Linked DNA regions of Mus musculus: all the other regions are linked to region 1. Evidence: chromatin contacts called from public HiCAR-type and promoter capture Hi-C data. All regions are on one chromosome and are shown on one strand. The core of a region is the stretch at or near the end of the contact, and the rest is flanking DNA. Distances in the headings are between cores, read along the strand shown.

The links. Promoter capture Hi-C pulls out the DNA fragments that hold promoters and counts their contacts. HiCAR-type assays count read pairs that join an accessible place to other places. Capture Hi-C pulls out chosen DNA fragments and counts their contacts.
Region 2: a HiCAR-type map of astrocytes shows a contact between it and region 1, with 6 times the contacts expected there. The contact joins the promoter of Elavl2 here to the promoter of Tusc1 in region 1. A contact is called at or near these places in 2 of 39 promoter capture datasets (cranial neural crest and hippocampal neurons) and 4 of 115 datasets of contacts at active chromatin or transcription factors (astrocytes, embryonic forebrain, embryonic hindbrain and 1 more).
Region 3: a contact with region 1 is called in a promoter capture Hi-C map of pre-B cells. The contact joins the promoter of Mysm1 here to the promoter of Tusc1 in region 1. A contact is called at or near these places in 1 of 39 promoter capture datasets (pre-B cells), 1 of 115 datasets of contacts at active chromatin or transcription factors (astrocytes) and 1 of 9 other capture datasets (adipose tissue).
Region 4: a contact with region 1 is called in a promoter capture Hi-C map of liver, with 2.6 times the contacts expected there. The contact joins the promoter of Plaa here to the promoter of Tusc1 in region 1. A contact is called at or near these places in 5 of 39 promoter capture datasets (cranial neural crest, hippocampal neurons, liver and 2 more), 1 of 115 datasets of contacts at active chromatin or transcription factors (astrocytes) and 1 of 9 other capture datasets (liver).
Region 5: a HiCAR-type map of astrocytes shows a contact between it and region 1, with 5 times the contacts expected there. The contact joins the promoter of Caap1 here to the promoter of Tusc1 in region 1. A contact is called at or near these places in 6 of 39 promoter capture datasets (the 3T3-L1 cell line, the HPC-7 cell line, hippocampal neurons and 2 more), 1 of 484 Hi-C or Micro-C datasets (bone marrow-derived macrophages), 2 of 115 datasets of contacts at active chromatin or transcription factors (astrocytes and cardiomyocytes) and 1 of 9 other capture datasets (adipose tissue).
Region 6: a contact with region 1 is called in a HiCAR-type map of astrocytes, with 6 times the contacts expected there. The contact joins the enhancer-like site here to the promoter of Tusc1 in region 1. A contact is called at or near these places in 8 of 39 promoter capture datasets (the 3T3-L1 cell line, the C10 cell line, cranial neural crest and 4 more), 1 of 15 datasets of contacts at CTCF or cohesin (the NIH/3T3 cell line), 1 of 484 Hi-C or Micro-C datasets (Th1 cells) and 2 of 115 datasets of contacts at active chromatin or transcription factors (astrocytes and large pre-B cells).

The regions. Positions count from the first base shown.
Region 1 is chr4:93,334,027-93,336,915 of GRCm38.p6, reverse strand. It overlaps Tusc1 (tumor suppressor candidate 1), which reads left to right and starts at 1,405. Exons shown (of 1, transcript NM_026954.1): 1 at 1,405-2,768. The coding sequence starts at 1,496. The coding sequence ends at 2,113.
Region 2 is chr4:91,375,102-91,377,990 of GRCm38.p6, reverse strand. It overlaps Elavl2 (ELAV like RNA binding protein 1), which reads left to right and starts at 1,495. Exons shown (of 8, transcript NM_001347149.2): 1 at 1,495-2,055.
Region 3 is chr4:94,977,742-94,980,630 of GRCm38.p6, reverse strand. Mysm1 (myb-like, SWIRM and MPN domains 1) reads left to right here and starts at 1,531. Exons shown (of 20, transcript NM_177239.3): 1 at 1,531-1,627. The coding sequence starts at 1,566. Gm12694 (a long non-coding RNA gene) reads right to left here and starts at 1,510. Exons shown (of 3, transcript XR_867913.3): 1 at 855-1,510.
Region 4 is chr4:94,601,800-94,604,688 of GRCm38.p6, reverse strand. It overlaps Plaa (phospholipase A2, activating protein), which reads left to right and starts at 1,442. Exons shown (of 14, transcript NM_172695.2): 1 at 1,442-1,812. The coding sequence starts at 1,664. It also overlaps a transcript of Ift74 not described here.
Region 5 is chr4:94,555,433-94,558,321 of GRCm38.p6, reverse strand. Caap1 (caspase activity and apoptosis inhibitor 1) reads left to right here and starts at 1,526. Exons shown (of 6, transcript NM_026368.2): 1 at 1,526-1,860. The coding sequence starts at 1,618.
Region 6 is chr4:94,514,043-94,516,931 of GRCm38.p6, reverse strand. All of the region lies in intron 5 of Caap1 (caspase activity and apoptosis inhibitor 1), which reads left to right. Among named protein-coding and RNA genes, the nearest start is that of Caap1, 41 kb to the left of the region's middle. Within about 2 kb of position 1,436, at least 11 of the 459 cell types and tissues checked have an H3K27ac peak or open chromatin away from gene starts, as enhancers often do.

The sequences.
Region 1 (2,889 bases), core at 156-2,655:
AGACAGGGTTTCTCTCTATAGCCCTGGCTGTCCTGGTACTCTCTTTGTAGACCAGGCTGGCCTCTAACTGGAAATCTGCCTGCCTCTGCCTCCCAAGTGCTGGGATTAAAGGCGTGCATCACCACCGCAAATACTAGTTTTATAAATGACATAAAAGGAAGAACGCTAATAAAAATGGGCTGGTACCTAATTTATAGCATGTAGACAGTGATACATTCTTGTTATAATTTTATCATGATGTATGCAGGTATTCAGACTCTTAAAAGAGTTGCCATGTCTAAATCCCAGAGCAAATCATCTTTCCTAGCAAACTACCATTCCATCCTTCTACAATGTCTGGATATGCTAACAACATATTCTTGGTTCTGTAGTCTATAGAGAAGTCAGGTTCTGTCTCCAATGTTTACAGCCTAAAATTTACATTTTAATGTAAATTAAGAATGACAACCTTTTCTTAAACTAAACTCACTTAAATTCTGAAATATCTTTGTTACTGATTTAATGAAATGACTGTTTAGAACTGAATTTGTGGTATTTTAGTATTTTAGCTGGAAAAATTAAAGAACAATAACTGAGTGTTGGTTTTTCTAATTAATTTGAACCACAGTACTCCTAGGCACTACCTGTCCATTTCCTTGGTGTGGTAGTTTTGTAGATCACGTGGTACCTAAAAATTAAACAGAACCTTGTCTGAAACACAGATTCTAACTAACATGTATTTTCTTTGCCATCATTCGGGGCCTATGTAGGTTGAGATCCTTAGGAAAAAATAGCAATGTGCTTCACATAAACGTATGTATCCAACCGTCTCCAGATTGTTTGGAAACATCTGAATATTCTGTATCTCAAATAAATAAAACTATAGTTTATAAATTTTAAGAACTGCCCTGAGATGTGACCCAGTAAAGTTTCAACACATAAATTCTCCAGTATTTGGAGTGCTACCTGTTGGAGTCAGAGAGCCTCATGGCAGGTGCAGCCCAATAAAGTTTTGTGTTTCTTAAACATGGGCGTGGTTTCAAATAGGTTTCAAACGCTATAAACGCAATGAGCTCTCCAGCAGTCTCAAAACTCATTTTGTTTCTAGACTGCCATGTAAGTCGCAAAGTATGCACTGGAGGCTGTGCTGGGGAGCAGGGCAAGGCGGGAGTGTTCCCGCAGTGCCCAGGCCCGCGGGGAAGCGGTGGGCACCCGGCACCCAGCAGAGGACAAGGCTTTCCGGGCACGGACACAGGGCTGAGCAGCAGAGCGCTCCCCAGGGGCGTCGTGTGTGAGGCGACCAGCGACCGCAGGCCCAGGGGGCCCGCTCAGCCGCGAGAGACAAGGACACGCCTCAGCTCGGGCCAACTCCCGGCCTCCTCTGGCCTGCCGCCAGCACCGCCTGCCACCTTTCTTCCTCCGCCCGCGACCGAGCGCCCAGCCAGGCCCCAAGTCCGCCCGCGCCCCGCGCGCGGCCCCTCGGGCCACGGACTGGCGGCGCGACCAGACCGGACCGATGTGGCGCATGCGTGGTGGCGCCACCCGGCGCGGGAGCTGCGGCGGGGAAGGCGGCGGGAGCCGCGGCGAGTCGGGCCGCCTGGGCCGGGCCCGTGAGGGCGGCGGTGGCGGTGGCGGCGTGGGCTGGCGAGGCCGCGCGGGCGGGGCCCGGCGACAGCTGGAGGAGCGCTTCGCCGACCTGGCGGCCAGCCACCTGGAGGCCCTGCGCGCGCGGGACGAGCGGGACCGGCAGAACGCGCGGCTGCGCGAGGAGAACGCCCGCCTGAGGCTGGAGAACCGTCGGCTCAGGCGCGAGAACCGCAGCCTCTTCCGCCAGGCTCTGCGGCTGCCGGGCGACAGCGGCGAGCGGGAGGCCGCCGTCGAGACCCTCGCCCCGGACGAGCCCGCCACCAACCGCAAGGCGAGAGGCCATGGCCGTGAGGAGGAGCCGGGCAGCCCCAGGGCGCTGCGGGCCCGGCTAGAGAAGCTGGAGGTCATGTACCGCCGAGCGCTCCTGCAGCTGCACCTAGAGCAGCAGGGCGCGCGCCCGCCGGGAGCCATCGAGGAGCCACCGCTCCAAGAAACTGCCACCGGCCTGTGCGCCCATGATCCGGACGTTCCGAGGCCCTGGCTGTAGTCCGAGGGCACGGAGGGAGGTGGGACCTGCGCGCGCCCCGCCTCCGTAGTACTCCGGGCTCCGCCCCTCTCAGCACGCGGAAGTTTGAAGTCCTGAGCTCCTGAACTCCAGCCCCACCCAAGGGCACTTCCAGGCGCCAAATCCGTTGGCCTGATGGAGAAAGAGAAGCAAGAGTTTCCCAGTTCCCACTTGTGCAAAGCAACTGCCAAGTACACTGCTGGTGTGTTGAGAGGGGTCCAACAACTCTAAGACCTGCTTTAAAGCAGCAAGAACTGGGTGCCTGGTCGCACCTCCTAAATTCTTGAAGTTTTCAAAGTGTTGTGAGGACCAGTTTTTTTGCCACCCCTCCCCCCCCCCCCATCTTTGATGCTTTGAAGGATGAATAGTGTATTTGATTGGTGATGCCTGTTCATTCTACTGTCCAAAAACTCTGCTCTTTTCTCTTATACAACCCACCTTTTAAGTGTGTTTTGTAAATTGCTGACTTGGATAGCCCATGAAGTACTACCTTTTTATAAAGAAAAAAATATTTATAATTGCCCGTCATTCCAATCCACATATGTTTAATATATTCTCGTGTGTTGGCCTCCAGAGATCTTTTTAGAGTATCTTCTGACAGGTGATGATTTGAGCTGATAAATAAACTGGTGCATTGAAATCAAAAATTTCCATGACTGTTATTTGATGTGTTTTGAAGCTTTATAGGTTTCTCTAAGCCTATATATGTTACATATTTTAATATCTGTCTTTGTTTATTTTTTGTAATCTTTTGGATT
Region 2 (2,889 bases), core at 246-2,745, 2.0 Mb after region 1:
TAGATTCAGGCCCACTTTTCCTACCCTAGTTGTTGTTATGCAAAATAATATAACTTAGATACTGTTACACAGGTTAAACGGGGGATAAACAGGTCCCCAGTTCTTTACATTAATCATTTATCAAACTCAAGGACGCGCTCAAGGAACACCAATTTCCTTTCCACTTCTAAGTCACTTGCTCTCAGACCATCTTTCTCTTTCCCTCTGACATTCCATCTTCCTGCAATGTTTAATTTCTACCGTTGCCTTTGCTCTCTTACATTATCAAGGACAGTGACTAGTAGCAAATAAACATAGTAGTAAAATAATTTTTGAGAGAAGAGAGATTATGTAAGAAATATATGTACTGTTTAGGAAGTTGAGGCTATCTGTCAAAACTGAAAAATTCCTTGGGAATGAACTAAGTTAGGTGGATATTGTTTCTCATTGTAAATACATCTAGGTAAATTTAGTAATCTCACTTTCACTTAACGGAAGAAATAAGTATGAATAAACCTGCACTTCAGCCTCTTGAATATTACTCAAACATGAGGTTGGAATAAAGAAATCTTCATCTATAAAGCAAAGACATAGACAGCACTTGGTCTACTGATCAAACTTTTGAATTCTCAAAAGAACCTGGTAAAGGCTGAACTATCTTTACTGTCAGCAATCCTTGTGAGGTTCAAGATCTGTATTGCCAGCAAATGCAAAGGAGTGGCTTGTTTTAATTTTATATGTAGCTGCTCTTTTTACCTCCAACTGAAGGACCTTATTTCAATTCATTACCTGTTTTTTTGTTTTTGTTAAGTACGATGTTTTTGCTACCCCCTTTTAACCCTGACATACATTGAAAGCTAGTTCAAACTGTACAGATTCAGTTGAAACCATTTCTATTTCATTCTTATTCTAAAAGGAGAGAGAGAGAGAGAGAGAGAGAGAGAGAGAGAGAAAGAGAGAGAAAGAGGTGGACATATTAAAATAGAGAAACATACACACAGTTACCCAATATCTAATACAGATGTAAAGATTACTGGAACACAAACCAAAAAAGGCATGCGGACAAGTAATGGGTGTACGTTCAAATCCCTCTCAAATCAAAGAGAGGCGCTCTCGATGACTCATACATACCGGACAGTTTACTATTACAAAGAAACATGCCAAAGATGCAGCCGTGAGGGCAAATAAAACGAATCTTTTGGAAGCAGAAAGACTTAAGAGGAAAATAGATGGTGCAATATCGCAAACTCTCATAGTACAGTTCCCTCCCACGTTGCTCTCTCTCTCTCTCTCCCATCTCTTTTTGCTTCTTGCATTTCCCTTCGCCGCCAGTGTTAAGTGTGTACCTCCCGGCACAACTTACCTTGAAACGGGACTCCATTGAGCTCTCAAGAGTGACATAAGTCCCTAGCCAATCACCTAGCAGAGCTTCGCCTGGGCGGCCTCAATAGAAGCGTCTCGCCCAATCAGAAACCTGGGGCGATGAGCATGTTGCGTTGTGGCGCAACTCGGCGTATACTTCCGCGCGTGCTGCCCGGGATAGGACTCTGGCAGAGCAGCTGCACACACGGCAGTGCGGAGGCAGAGAAGGGGTTGGTGATACGGTGCTATAAATCTGTGGTCCAGTCCACCTCCCTTTTAAGACGTCCTCCCCCCTTATTTCTGTTCTCACTTAGAGATGCAGCAGCTTACTCCTGTAGCGACCTACTAAAAAGCAACACGGAGAAAGACATCGTCTTTTTGAAAAAACGTTCTTTCGTCTCTTTTCTTTGTTCCTTGGTTTGTTTTTCTTGCACCTTTTTGTTTAGTTGAACGGCAATAGGAGTAGTCTCTCCGTCTTTTTAAACTCTCTTTTTTAAGTTTCCCCTCCCCTTTCATATTTTTTTTCATCATTTCTTTTAGCATTGGACTTTGGGGTCGAAAGCATTTCTTTTTATTTGCTTCTTTTAAGCCGAGCACAGTTTAGGTTTCGTGCTGTCTTAAGAGAACTATCCAGCAGCTTCTTGCTCATCCTTATTGGGAGAAGTGCACCGTTACTTTAAAAATACACATACACAAAAACCTTAAGGGAGAAAGGTAAGTTTCGGTTTGGTTTCTTTAATCATTAGTTGCAGCGATGCGCTGGCAAACCCAGAAAACCTGTAAGTGAGCGGAATACAGAATGTGAAGTTAATTGCACATGTTTGCCTCATTTCAAAGCGACTGCTTTGCTTTTTTTTATTTTTATTTTTATTTTTTTTATTCTTGAGAGCCAGACTAGAAGACAGTGGACGCATGCTTAACGTACTGAATATTCGAAAATGTCACTTGATAGAAACTTAAGTGGTAAATGTGGTCAAGATCCAGCAGGCTACAATGGGAGGCTACATGTTCAGTGAGCTTCGGGGTTGAGGTTGGAAGTTCATTTCGTGGGAAGAGAGGGATAACTTGAATGTTGGAGGGGAATGCATGCCTCTACTTTCGCAAAGGAATCGGAGGACTGGGGAAATCAGAAGCCCTGGACTTACTTGCAGATTAGACCAGTGGGGAAAATCCTCAGCTTAATTGCATTAACTAGATAGCGTGTGCCGGGGAGATGGGATTGCCAGATGGAATTTAGATGCTGCACCAGGCAGCGAGTTGTAGTTGCCTGGAAAAAGTACATACAGCCTAAGGGCTGGGGCTGGGCTGGGGCTGGGGTAAGGTTAGAAGCTGTCAAAACTCATCATTGCCAGAATTGAGGACTCTGATTCACGGATTCCAATGATTGTAATTCAGATTTTAAAGAAGACTGCCAATTTGGGGCCGAATCTTTGAGCCTATACCGGATATGAGATTCCCTTTGTTCAGAAAAGCGTAAATAAGATCCTTGGAGCCGTGAGTGTGAAGTGGCAGCTGCTTGGGAGCCTCGCGGTGCTGGGCGCTGGGCAG
Region 3 (2,889 bases), core at 282-2,781, 1.6 Mb before region 1:
CCTAAAGCACGGGGCCCTCATTTTACAAAATTCTTCTGCCTCTCCTGCCATCACACTCTCAGGCTGAGGTGTGAAGTAAGCTCGTTTTATTGTTTCGTTCACTTATTATGGGGTCCGCATAGATCCAACATAACTCATACATCAAGTGAATGATGTATTGTATTCAAGCTGCTACTGATCGACCAAGGCCGGAGAACATAGAACAGAGTCCGGAGAGTGACTTTTTAGGGGAATTACATAGCATATTTAAAGGATGAAACCATAAAGTAAGGGAGGGCAAGCAGGGTAGGCTGTAGCTTCGGCCAATCATATTTTGACCATAAAGGGTTGAGCATGCGAATTTCCACCAATCAGAATAGGAGCTGGTTCCTGGGCCTGGGAACAAGAACTTAGTTTGACCCTACAGCAAGCTGGAGAGTGTCCTTGAGATGGCTGGACTCAAACTGCTGTCTCCTTACAACTTTCCCTGAGATGACTGGACGCAGACAATTGTCTCCTTCTAAGTTGTCTCTGAGATGGCTGGGCTCAAATAGCTGTCTCCTTACAACAGAAGCTCCCCCAGGGCCTGGGACCTTGAATTTAGTTTACCCCTATGATTAAATGAAGCCTGAAAACGACATGGTAGTACTTAAAAAAAAAAAAAAGAACAAGTTTATTTTGCGGGGCGTGGTGGCGCATGCCTTTAATCCCAGCACTTGGGAGGCAGAGGCAGGTGGATTTCTGAGTTCAAGGCCAGCCTGGTCAACAGAGTGAGTTCCAGAACAGCCAGGGCTATACAGAGAAACCCTATTTCAAAAAATCAAAACAAAACAACAACAAATCAGGTTTATTTTGCTGGTTCCCAATACACTTACCTGTCCAACACAGCTTCTACTACGTGAGACACTGTGCTGAACGCAGGCAGTGTAAGGACTACCAGACAGGTTTTATCCTTAAAGAAGTCACAGTCTGATCGAGAAGACAATGAGTCATGGATTCTAACTGTATGAGAGACAGATTTGAGGGCAGAAAAATGCAGAAGCAAGACTCTGATTTCTTGGAAAACCGTTAAGTTCTTTGCTTCACAGATTCCCAGCAATGATTTGTATGTATATGGCAAACACTCAGGGCAGAGTTTAAAAGATCAATCTACCAAGCTCTCTGTTTGAACAATCACGTCAGTTTTCTGAGTCTATTTACTTATCCATAAAATAAAATCCGTGAAACCTGCATCCATTCCACTGGGTCATTCTAATAATTCACGGTGGCGGGCGGGGCGGGTAGGCGCGCGCGCGCGTGTGTGTGTGTGCGAAAATGAACCAGAGACAATGGATGCCACAAAGCAGGGTCTCTCGCCTGAATGGAAAAAGATCTGCTGTGAGTTAGCCCACGTAAGACGTGAGAGAAGTGAGATAACCCATGCGGTCCTTGGGGAAGCAGCTTTCACGCAGTCTCCTGGTCTTACTCGCCGGAGTTCCCCGGAAGTGCGCCACGCCAAGGCCCCGCCTCCGGCCCTGGGCCCGCCCCCGGTCCCGCCCCGCCGCATCTCGCGGGATCTCGCGAGTACGCCTGCGTCAGGTGCAGTCATGGAGGCGGAGGAGGCGGATGTGGATGTGGAAGGAGATGTTGCGGCGGCTGCACAGCCGGGGTGAGGCGCGGAGCGGGGTCCTGCGGGCCGGGCTGTGCTAGGCAAGGGTCGGAGGATGCGGTTGGCCGAGGGTCCGTGTGGACGGCGTCGGGACCCGGGGTGCTCCCAGCCGGAAGTCGGCCGGGTCCGGGAGTGGACCCGGTGCCCCAGGTTGCACTGTTTATCTCCACTTTCTGGGCTGCGATGGACAGTGTTTAATTCGGATTCCTACCTGCATTCGCGCTGTCTCAGGCGCCTCACAGCATCTTGAACACTGGCGTCTAATTTAGTCCTGCGCCCGCTAGCGACCTGGTCCAGTCGTTTGATTCCTCCTTCTCAGAGCAAGTTGTTGAAAACTTGGGGGAAAGGCAGCTTACCCTAAAGGATCCAGATTTTAGAGTTGGACAAGTCATGTTTGCCTTTTGCTTTTGCTCTTCCTGTTTACTGTCACTCTGACCGTGATCAAGGCATTTGAGGCATTTCCAAGCAAGGCTCCGCTTGCTTGGAAACCAAGAATCACTTGTCGATCTTACTGTTGTAAGCATCGAATGAAATAATTCTGAGAGATGTTTTAGCATATGGAGAATGCTCGGCAGATGTTTTCTTTGCTGTGTTAGGATAATGTAGTGAAGACCCAGTTAGGGGTGTCATGCCAGTGCCTGCAAGGACGGGCAGTGTGATTTTAAACTGAACCTGATTTGACACGTGCCTTTAGGAGGACGCGGTATCCCTCCTTTTAAGTAATGGGGGCCAGATAGGACCTCCTGTAGAAGCCAGGTACATTACTTGTAACTTGTCAGCGACTTCGTTAGAATTCTGCTGAAGTACATACTATTACTAGTACTGCTCCATTTTCAGCCCATATAGTTCATTTGACAGGAGGGCTGCTCCACTGTAGACTGCCAGTCCTCCTCTATAAGGCACCAGAATAAGAAGCATTTTAAAATAGCCAGTGAGTTCTTAAAATGTGATGAAAATGAGGGGTAGTTAACTTCACATAAATATTTTCTCAAAAGTTCAAAAGTTACGTGGATAGCCTGAGATAGCAATAACTCTACACCAGTGTGATATATCAGACTTGAGCAAGTGCTTGTGATGTTTGAGAATCGGTGACCTCAGTGGGCGAGGGCAGTTTGGAGTTCATAAAGGAATTCACCTGGTGTTCAGTGACCGTCACCTGAAAGCATTGGCTCTGTGCCTCTCTCAAGGGTTCGTTTTAACTTTCCTGGTTGTGTTTAGTTTTTCATCCCTTTTTCTTGTACCATTTTCTTGACACTTGAGAC
Region 4 (2,889 bases), core at 193-2,692, 1.3 Mb before region 1:
TTCTTCCTGTAGCCAGAATGACCTAGACCTCATTAGATAGGCTATGCTTCATTCTCATGATCCTCCTGCATCAGCCTCTCATAGCACTAGTTTTTGTTTGTTTTAGGAATCTAGAAACAACAACTTCAAACATGGTATGTTCAGAGAAAGATGGCAAATTCAATATGGCTGAGGCAGACACACACCTAAGGGAAAAGACCTTAGCAAAATAAATTAGGGAAATGGGGAAGGCCTTATACAACAGTGTATTCTCAAGAACGAAAAGCTGTTGGGGCTGGAGAGATTACTCAGTGGTTAAGAGCACTGGCTGCTCTTCCAGAGGTCCTGAATTCAATTTCCAGAAACCACATGGTGGTTCACAACCATCTGGAATGGGCACCCGATGCCACTTTCTGGTGTGTCTGAAGGCAGCGACAGTATACCTACATTCATGAAATAAATCGACATAAAAAAATAAATAACGAAAAGCTATTGGGGTTACCGAACAAAGTGGAATAATACATTTCAGAGCTAAAGTCAAGAGAAACACACACACACACAGAGGAATAGTGATTTCAAGCCTAGAATGAAAGTTTTAAGAAGAGTGAAGAAAAACACACAAATTGGATTTGGCAACTTAACAAAGGTTTGTGGTGTGATGGATGCCGTGCTACAATACGGAAAGCTAACTTTACTACAATGTAGACTGACAATCTCAATGCAATGTAGTGAGACTCCTACCTACACCATCGGGGTTTGGCTAAAAATATATATTCTCACCTGTAATTTCAGAGTTCAGAGACTGGAGCAAGGAACCACGAGTTTTAGGCTAGCCCGAGCTACCGTAAGACCTTTTAAATAATTAAAGGCATTTTCTGCTTCACCTTAGACCTTCTGCGCCAAACCTCGGGCAAACAGTGGTCACGTTAGGGGAGAATGGGCACCCGATCATTCTGCAAAATCTGGTATTATAGGGGGTAGCTTGAGGTGAAGGCAAGTTCATTAAAAGTTCCCACTTTGGCTTCAGATTCAGTCATCTTAAATGAAAAAAAAAACAATTAACTGATGAAAATCTTGGGAGACTCTCCAGAATCAAGCAGAAAATGGGCAAACAAATCGTGGCGTAAGGCAAACAAGCAATTTTGCTCTACTACTCAGAGTAGTCAAACGAGCACCTAGATTTAAAACATCCGGATTCAGCGCGCCGGCGAGTCACTCGGGACGCTCGGCATTGTGGGATTTGTAGTTCCGATTTACCCTCCTCCAACTACTACAGATTTTCGGTTGTTCTCTGAAATGGACCGGGTTCCGACCGGACCCAGACCTCCGGCGCCTACGCAGAATTTCCTGATCTCACCGTCCCTTCTTCGGCCGGCGATCCAGGGCGCAGAAGGATAGAGGGCCCGGTCCGTGATGCTCAGCAGCCCGACGCACACACTCTGCGTCACCGCGGGCCGCGGCGGATGATGAATTCCGGCGTGTGTGTTAGGGTTGCTGTGTCACTCAGGCGGCTCGGCGCGCCCCTTCCCCCGCGGTCCTTCCGCACCGGCTGACTGGCTCTTCCGGTCTCCGGCGCCCCTCTCCTGCAGGCGGGTCTCGGGCCGCAGCCTGGCGCACGCCGGCTCGGGCCTGTGGACGAGTCTCGCGCTGTGCCCGGGGGCCGGGCTCCGGATCCACGCTGGCCATGGCGAGCGGCGCCTCCAGATACCGGCTGAGCTGCTCGCTCCCGGGCCACGAACTGGACGTGAGGGGCCTGGTGTGCTGCCTCTACCCGCCGGGAGCCTTTGTGTCTGTGTCCCGGGATCGGACCACCCGCCTCTGGGCTCCAGACAGGTGAGCGCTGCTAGTCCCGCCGCCCGCGGGTGGACCACAGGCTTGCAGACACGTGGGAGGAGTGACCCTCCTTCCCTGCCCTGAATCTCTCCCTCTTCCTGGTGTCCGCGCTGCTCCTGCCTCCCTGCCGAGTCCCGAGCTTTGGCTTTTCGGGCGCTGTCTGTGAAACCGACAAGATTTCGGGGGAATGAGTATGGATAGGATTGGAGGACCTGGCTGGCTGTCCTAACTTGACCACTAACGGGCGACTTGACCTTGGACGAGCATCTTAAAACACCTTAAGGGCCTTCAGCTTTGGCAGATAACCCCTTAGGTTTCTTTTAGTCTTTAGTATTTATTGCTGCTTGCGCCCTCCCAGTTTCGGCTCGATGAAAACTTCTGGCTTGCCCCTCGGGCTCCGATCTTAGGAGTTGCTCTGTAGTCATCCCTCAGATTTAAATTTTTGAAGACTATAATTCTCAGTAATTGCTTTACAGAGAATTACACATGGTGTCCTCTCTTGGTTGTCCAAGTTATAGTCTGTTTGGGGAGGAGAGGATGAACCTCCTCAAATGTTATCGTTGTGTAGGAATGTTCTGTTTTTTCGAGGAGGAAAAATTATCATTGCTTTGAAGTTCTGCCTTCAATTCCCCCCCACCCACCCACCCACCCACCCACACACACTCCACCACCACCAAAAATAAATAAATAAATAAAATAACCAAAAAGTTAAAATCCAGCCCAAATCAATATCAGAGGTTGCGTTTAAAGCCCTGATTAGTCGAAAATTTTATGACAGCAAACAGGCTAGTGATTTTGGGAAGGTAAATTGAATTTAGATGATGAGATACATATATATGTATTTCCTGGGGAGAAAGACATCACTGACAGGAGGACAGGTGCTCTCTGTTTACAGAACTTTATTATATTCTCTCGTGAGAATATAGAGTTAGACCGGAAAGATATTAGTAGGAACCTTTTTTTTTTCTTGGAGGTGTTTCTCCTGTGTGTGTGTTGAAGCGGATATCTCTTATTAGATTGAGTAAGCTGATCTTGAAGGGTGGACTGGGGGAACTTTAAAGTGGAAAAACTGTAGTT
Region 5 (2,889 bases), core at 277-2,776, 1.2 Mb before region 1:
GCACAAACCCCTAGGTTTGATCTCAGCTTTACATAAATTAGGCCAGGTGTTGCATGCCAATAATCTCAATACTAGGGAAGGGGAAGCAGGAAGATCAAGTGTTCAAGCCTAGGACTGGAGAGATGGCTCAGCAGTTCAGAGCAATTATTGCTTTTCCAGAGTTCCTGGGTTCCGTTCCCAGCATCCATATGGTGGTTTACAACCATCAGTAATTTTTTTTCCAGGGATTCAATGCCTTCTCTTGGTCTCTGAGGGCACCAGGCAGTGGTGTGGTACACATGTCTATATGTAAGTCAAAACATTCATGTACACAAAATAAATACATCAATCTAAAAACAAATGAACAAACCAACCAAACCCTAAAAGAAACAGTTCAAGGCCATCCTTAGCTGTACGTGTGGCAGGCCAGTCTAGACTCGGAGAGAACCTGCCTCAAAACAACTGTGAATAAAAACTCCTGAAAAGCTGCGTCCGGCTGTGAACAACAATAAGCCTGGAAAAAAAAAAACAAAAACAAAAAACAAACAAACAAACAAAAAAACAAACCTGGAATGAGTCTGTGTCTACAGAGACTGATGGATGAATTAGAATTTCAGTACTGTGAAGAGGTTGGAATTTTGTAAGTTCACAGGCTAATTACTTCATCGTGGGCTATTTTAGCCTCCAGGAACAGCCAGCCATTCCTTGCCCCACTGTGTATCTATCTGTGACTAAACTGATTCGACCGCTCCATGGTATAGGTAAAAAGGTTTTTATTGTAGAGAGAACAGCCAGAGGCATCTGTAAGAGTTCACAGGGAAGAAAGAAGGCTGAACATGGCCAGGGCTATCTGTTTCTTGCTTTCTTTTTTCTTTTGTTTTTGTTTTTGTAGACAGGGTTTCTCTGTGTAGCCTTGGCTGTCCTGGAACTCACTTTGTAAACCAAGCTGGCCTTGAACTCAGAAATCCGCCTGCTTCTGCCTACCAAGTCCTGGGATTAAAGGCGTGCGCTACCACCGCCGGGCTACTAAACTCACATTGTTGAACACTGAAATACTATAGGAACTTGTCTTCCTTCTGACATCCTTTCCATTCCTTTAAAAGTAACATGAAATCATGCTACGAAATTAGTTTTAATGATACAAAATACGGAAGCATAAGACTGTTATTTTTGCACAAGTCCTTAAAGTGTACAAAAAAAAAAAAAAAAAAAAAAAAACCCTGCTCAAATGAGGTCGTAGTGAGATGAAGCAATTTTTTTTATTCTGAAATTCTTTTTATTGTTATATCGTTGAATCAAACGAGGGAATCGAAGGTAGAAGAAATTGGAGACTCAGCAACTTTAATTTTACCTTCCAACGTACTTGTAAGCTGAGAAACACTGAAAGGAATTAAATCTTCCCAGAGGTTGGGAAAAAGCAAACAGATCCGTTGGACCACACGTCACCTTTTAAACTCCAGACAACCTCAGCAGCTGGCACAGCGCATCCGAGCCCCGCCTCCAGAAGCTACGCGTAGTAAAACGCGCCGGGACCGGAAGTGACGCCAAGTCTGCGACAGCAGCGCCGGCCGCTACGGAAGCGGGGTTCTGTTGCTGCAGAGACGGTCGGCTGTCGCCGATGGTTGCAGCGCGAGGACCATGACGGGGAAGAAGTCTTCCCGAGAAAAGCGGCGCAAGCGGAGCGGGCAGGAGGCAGCCGCGTCGCTCGCAGCCCCGGACCTGGTGCCCGTGCTGAGCGGGAGCGCGGGTGGGTGCGGGAGCGGCGGCTGCTGCGGGGTCGCCGGCGGCGGGACGAGTGTGGCGGGCGGCGCGGAACGAAGCGAGCGCCGAAAGCGGAGGAGCACCGATTCGTCCTCCAGCGTCTCGGGCTCCCTGCAGCAGGTGCGTGCCTCGCCTCGCGCCGTCTCCCGGAGCTGCGGCCCCTCAGAAGAGCCGGGCTGCAGAGCCGCGCGGGCGCGGGCAGAAGCTCATTGTTAGTGCCGGGGTCCCTTGGGCCGCCGGTTCCGTTCTGAGTCCGTTTGAACTCTTCCCCATGTATTAAACTTTTAAGTTTCTGGATTTACTGATCAGTACTCCTTCCCCATTAAACTTTCGCGGTTTCTTTTACTTGTGGTTTCCCCGATCTCCGTAGAGGATCTGTGGGTCGGGAAGTAGTTACAAATGCCGGTGTAAGCACTGACCACCACTATTTAATAGATTCTGATTATTTTCACATTACACACACATTAAAAAAAAACCCACAACAACAAACACCTGAGACCCAAGTTCAGGAATTTCACCCACAGTCACAGTCGCAAGAATTTCGTAGTTCCTACATTTGAATTCAACAGCTGGGACCAAAATGTGTTTCTTATGCATCATCAACCTGCCGCGATACCACTATTTAAAACAGTAGTTTGTAACTTACTGTAAAACAAATGACTGTGTTCTTAAAATTCATCGGACACAGAATCAAGGCAGGAGTTCAACGCCCTTCGTAGTGCCTCTTGATATGCATACCTTCTGTGGATGAGTAGCCACTCTTCATTGTTTACTTTTACGAATGTAATTGGGTATATTCTCGCATTGAATGGGTCTCCTTCCATACATGGTGTGTTTTAGGTTTCCCAGTATACTCGTATCTCTATTGTAGAATATTTAGGTTTTCAGTTTTATTGATTTTTATATACAATACCAAATGGAACAAACTTGTCATAGATCTTGTGCAAGAGTTACGTAGACTTGGACTTACAGAAATGAAATTGCAGTGTCAAAAGTATATACGTTTAAAAAGGTGATGAATTCCACTTGCTCTGCATATCGGCACCATATGCTGTATTGACCAAATGCTTCATGCTCGAGCCACTTGGGCTTCACAGCACAAATGAACCAAACTCTATATATGTAAAGCCAAACTGTTCTCTTAAAATA
Region 6 (2,889 bases), core at 187-2,686, 1.2 Mb before region 1:
TTTTAGTAGTATAAACCAGCTTATAAGAATACAAAATATACATGCTGGTATGGGTGATTAAAATATTTTCCTTTATAGACAGGCTAACAGGCTATAGACTGTCAAAGAACTGCAGGGACTAGAGAATGGAGAGATGCTAGCAGTGGTTCTCAACCTTCCTAATGCTGCAGCCCTCATGGTATGGTGATCCCCAGCCAGGAAATTATTTTATTGCTACTTGATAACTGTAATTTTATTACTGCTATGAGTTGTAATGTAAATATCTGAAGTGCAGGAATCCAACCCCAAAAGGGTCACAACGCACAGTTGAGGAGCAGATTCTCTAACAGCCAGACAAAGGGAAGGTGTCGGTGCAGCAGTTGGAGTCTTAGATTAACTTCTGTAGCTCTTCAGTGTAACGTCATGGATATATATCAGTGTGTTGATTGGACTCTTGAAAGTGACTGAGTAAACAGATCTCAAATATATTTATGGGGTGTGATATTGGTTAGTTTAATTTAATTATGCCATAATTCATAGGTACAGCAAATACGATGCTGTGTATCATGTCACCTTTATTTGCCAGTCATACCTTAAAACTGGAGGAAAATAATTGATAATGGCTTATTAATTTTGTATTTCTAACATTTTAAAGTTATATAAAATATTTTTTTATTTAGCAAGAGAATTAAGTGTGAATCTTGGTGAGGTCCTTTCAATTCTTAAGATTATGGTAGTTAGAAAAACCCAACTGATTCTTGTTATCATTGATCTAATGTAGTCCTGCATTGAGAGAAACTAAAATAGGTCAAGGGAGATTAGGATTAAAGATAATGAAGACCTGAATTGCCAGCTACAGTGGCATTCGAGAATCAGTTGAGACAGTGCATGTCTGTAATCCCAATACCAGGCTGAGGCTGGAGGAGAATAAATTCCAGTCCAACCTGGGCTAACTAGTTTGACCCTATCTCAGATGCTACCAGAGGGATTTATTACTAAGACAGGAAGAGAAGAAGGGTCATCAGCTAATGAAGTAGCATTTGTTGCCTGTAAGTTTGAAATATCTTCTTTGTATATACTGCCACAGAAATCTCTGAATGGACAAATGAACGCCTTAATTCTGCCTACATATGTTTGTGGTGTGAGTGTTAGAGAGCCCAGGAGACCAAGAAGGAAGTTGTACAAAGAAGTCTGGAGTTGGGAGCACGAGAGAGAGAGAGAGAGAGAGAGAGAGAGAGAGAGAATATGAGTAAAAACCTGCTCTAATTCCTTTTCTTCAGAGCTCTTGTTTTACCCAACTCTTGTTCTTACCCCGATTTAACAAGAGAGCAGTCATGCAGATTCTGAATGTGAATCAATGTCTTTAAAGGTTTGGCCAAGTGAGAAGAGATTGTTGTGTAGGCCAGCCTGTTGTGTAAGACCTGTATTGGCAAGATCTTACTTCTTCTCACCACTAGAAAACGAAAGAAAGAAACCCTTCTCATGCCTTTGAGGGTTGTTTTTTTTTTTTTCTTAATGCATCATCACCAGAACTAAACAGAATTTTCCTACATTAAAAATATTACAATTGTTATTATATTTCTGAGATTTTTGTCTTGGCTCAACCTGGAACTCTCTGTATTCATACAGAGACCAGGCATATATTCATATAGATCTAACTTCTTAAGCTTCCCAGATGTTACGATTACCAGCTTATGCCACCATGCTCAGGATCCCTGAAGTTACTGTTTATTTAATTTTTTTTGTATAGTATATGTGCATTTCTGTATACACAGTGCATGTATGCATGCATATGTGAGTGGTCACATGTGTATACCAGTGTTTGCATGTGTGTGTGTGTGTGTGTGTGTGTGTGTGTGTGTGTGTGCACCCGTGTATGCAAGTATGGAGGCCCAGAGTTGATGTCTTGTTTAATCCTCTCACTTTCCACCTTTAGTTACTGAGGTAAGGTCTTCCAGTTGAACCTGGAGTTAGCTCACTGATTGACTAGACGAGCCAGCCAGCTTGTTCTGGAGATTGCCTCTCTCTGTTGCCTGTGTGGTTGCCAGAGTGGCTCCAGGTTAGCCTTGCTTTTACATAGTTTCTGATGATCCAGACTTTGGTCTTTATACTTATTTGGTAAGCATTGTCTTCCTGGCCCCACCTCCCACTTTGTAATTCATCTCCTTCTTTGCTTAAGAGTTGAATGAAATGATGGAAAGTACAGTTTGTATAGTTTATTAGTTTTTTTTAATCATTTGAAGTATAAGAATTTTCTACATTATAAAAAAGGTAAATTGTCAAGAATTTTGGAAGCATAATGCCATATGTTTTTAATTATAGGAAGCAGAGTTATGGTATGTAGCCCAGGCTGGCCTTGACTTTAGTTCTCCTTTTAGCCTCTGAATACTGGGATGACAGGCTTAGGCCACCAAGTCTGATGTAGTGGTTTGAATGTTTGGCCCAAGGAGTGGCAATATTTGGAGGTGTGTAACCTTGGAGTAGGTGTGTAACTGTGGGCGTGGGCTTTAAGACCCTCTTTTTAGCTGCCTGGAAGTGACTCTTTTCTTGTTTGGGTGAAGATGTAGAACTCTCAGCACCTGTTATATCATGCTTGCCTGGACACTGCCATGCACCTGCCTTGATGATAATGGACCGAACCTCTAAACCTGTAAACTAGCCCCAATTAAATGTTGTTTTCATAAGAGTTGCCTTGGTCATGATGTCTGTTAACAGCAGTAAAACCCAAACTAAGACAGAAGTTGGTACCAGGAACTGGGATATTGCTGATATAGGCCTGACCATGCTTTTGTTTGGAAGAATGTGGATTTGGGAACTTTGGATTTGGAAAGCCATGGAATGTTTTAAGTGGGGCTTAATAAGCTCTCCTAGTAGGAATATGGAAGACTTTGTTGCTGTGAGTGATTTGCT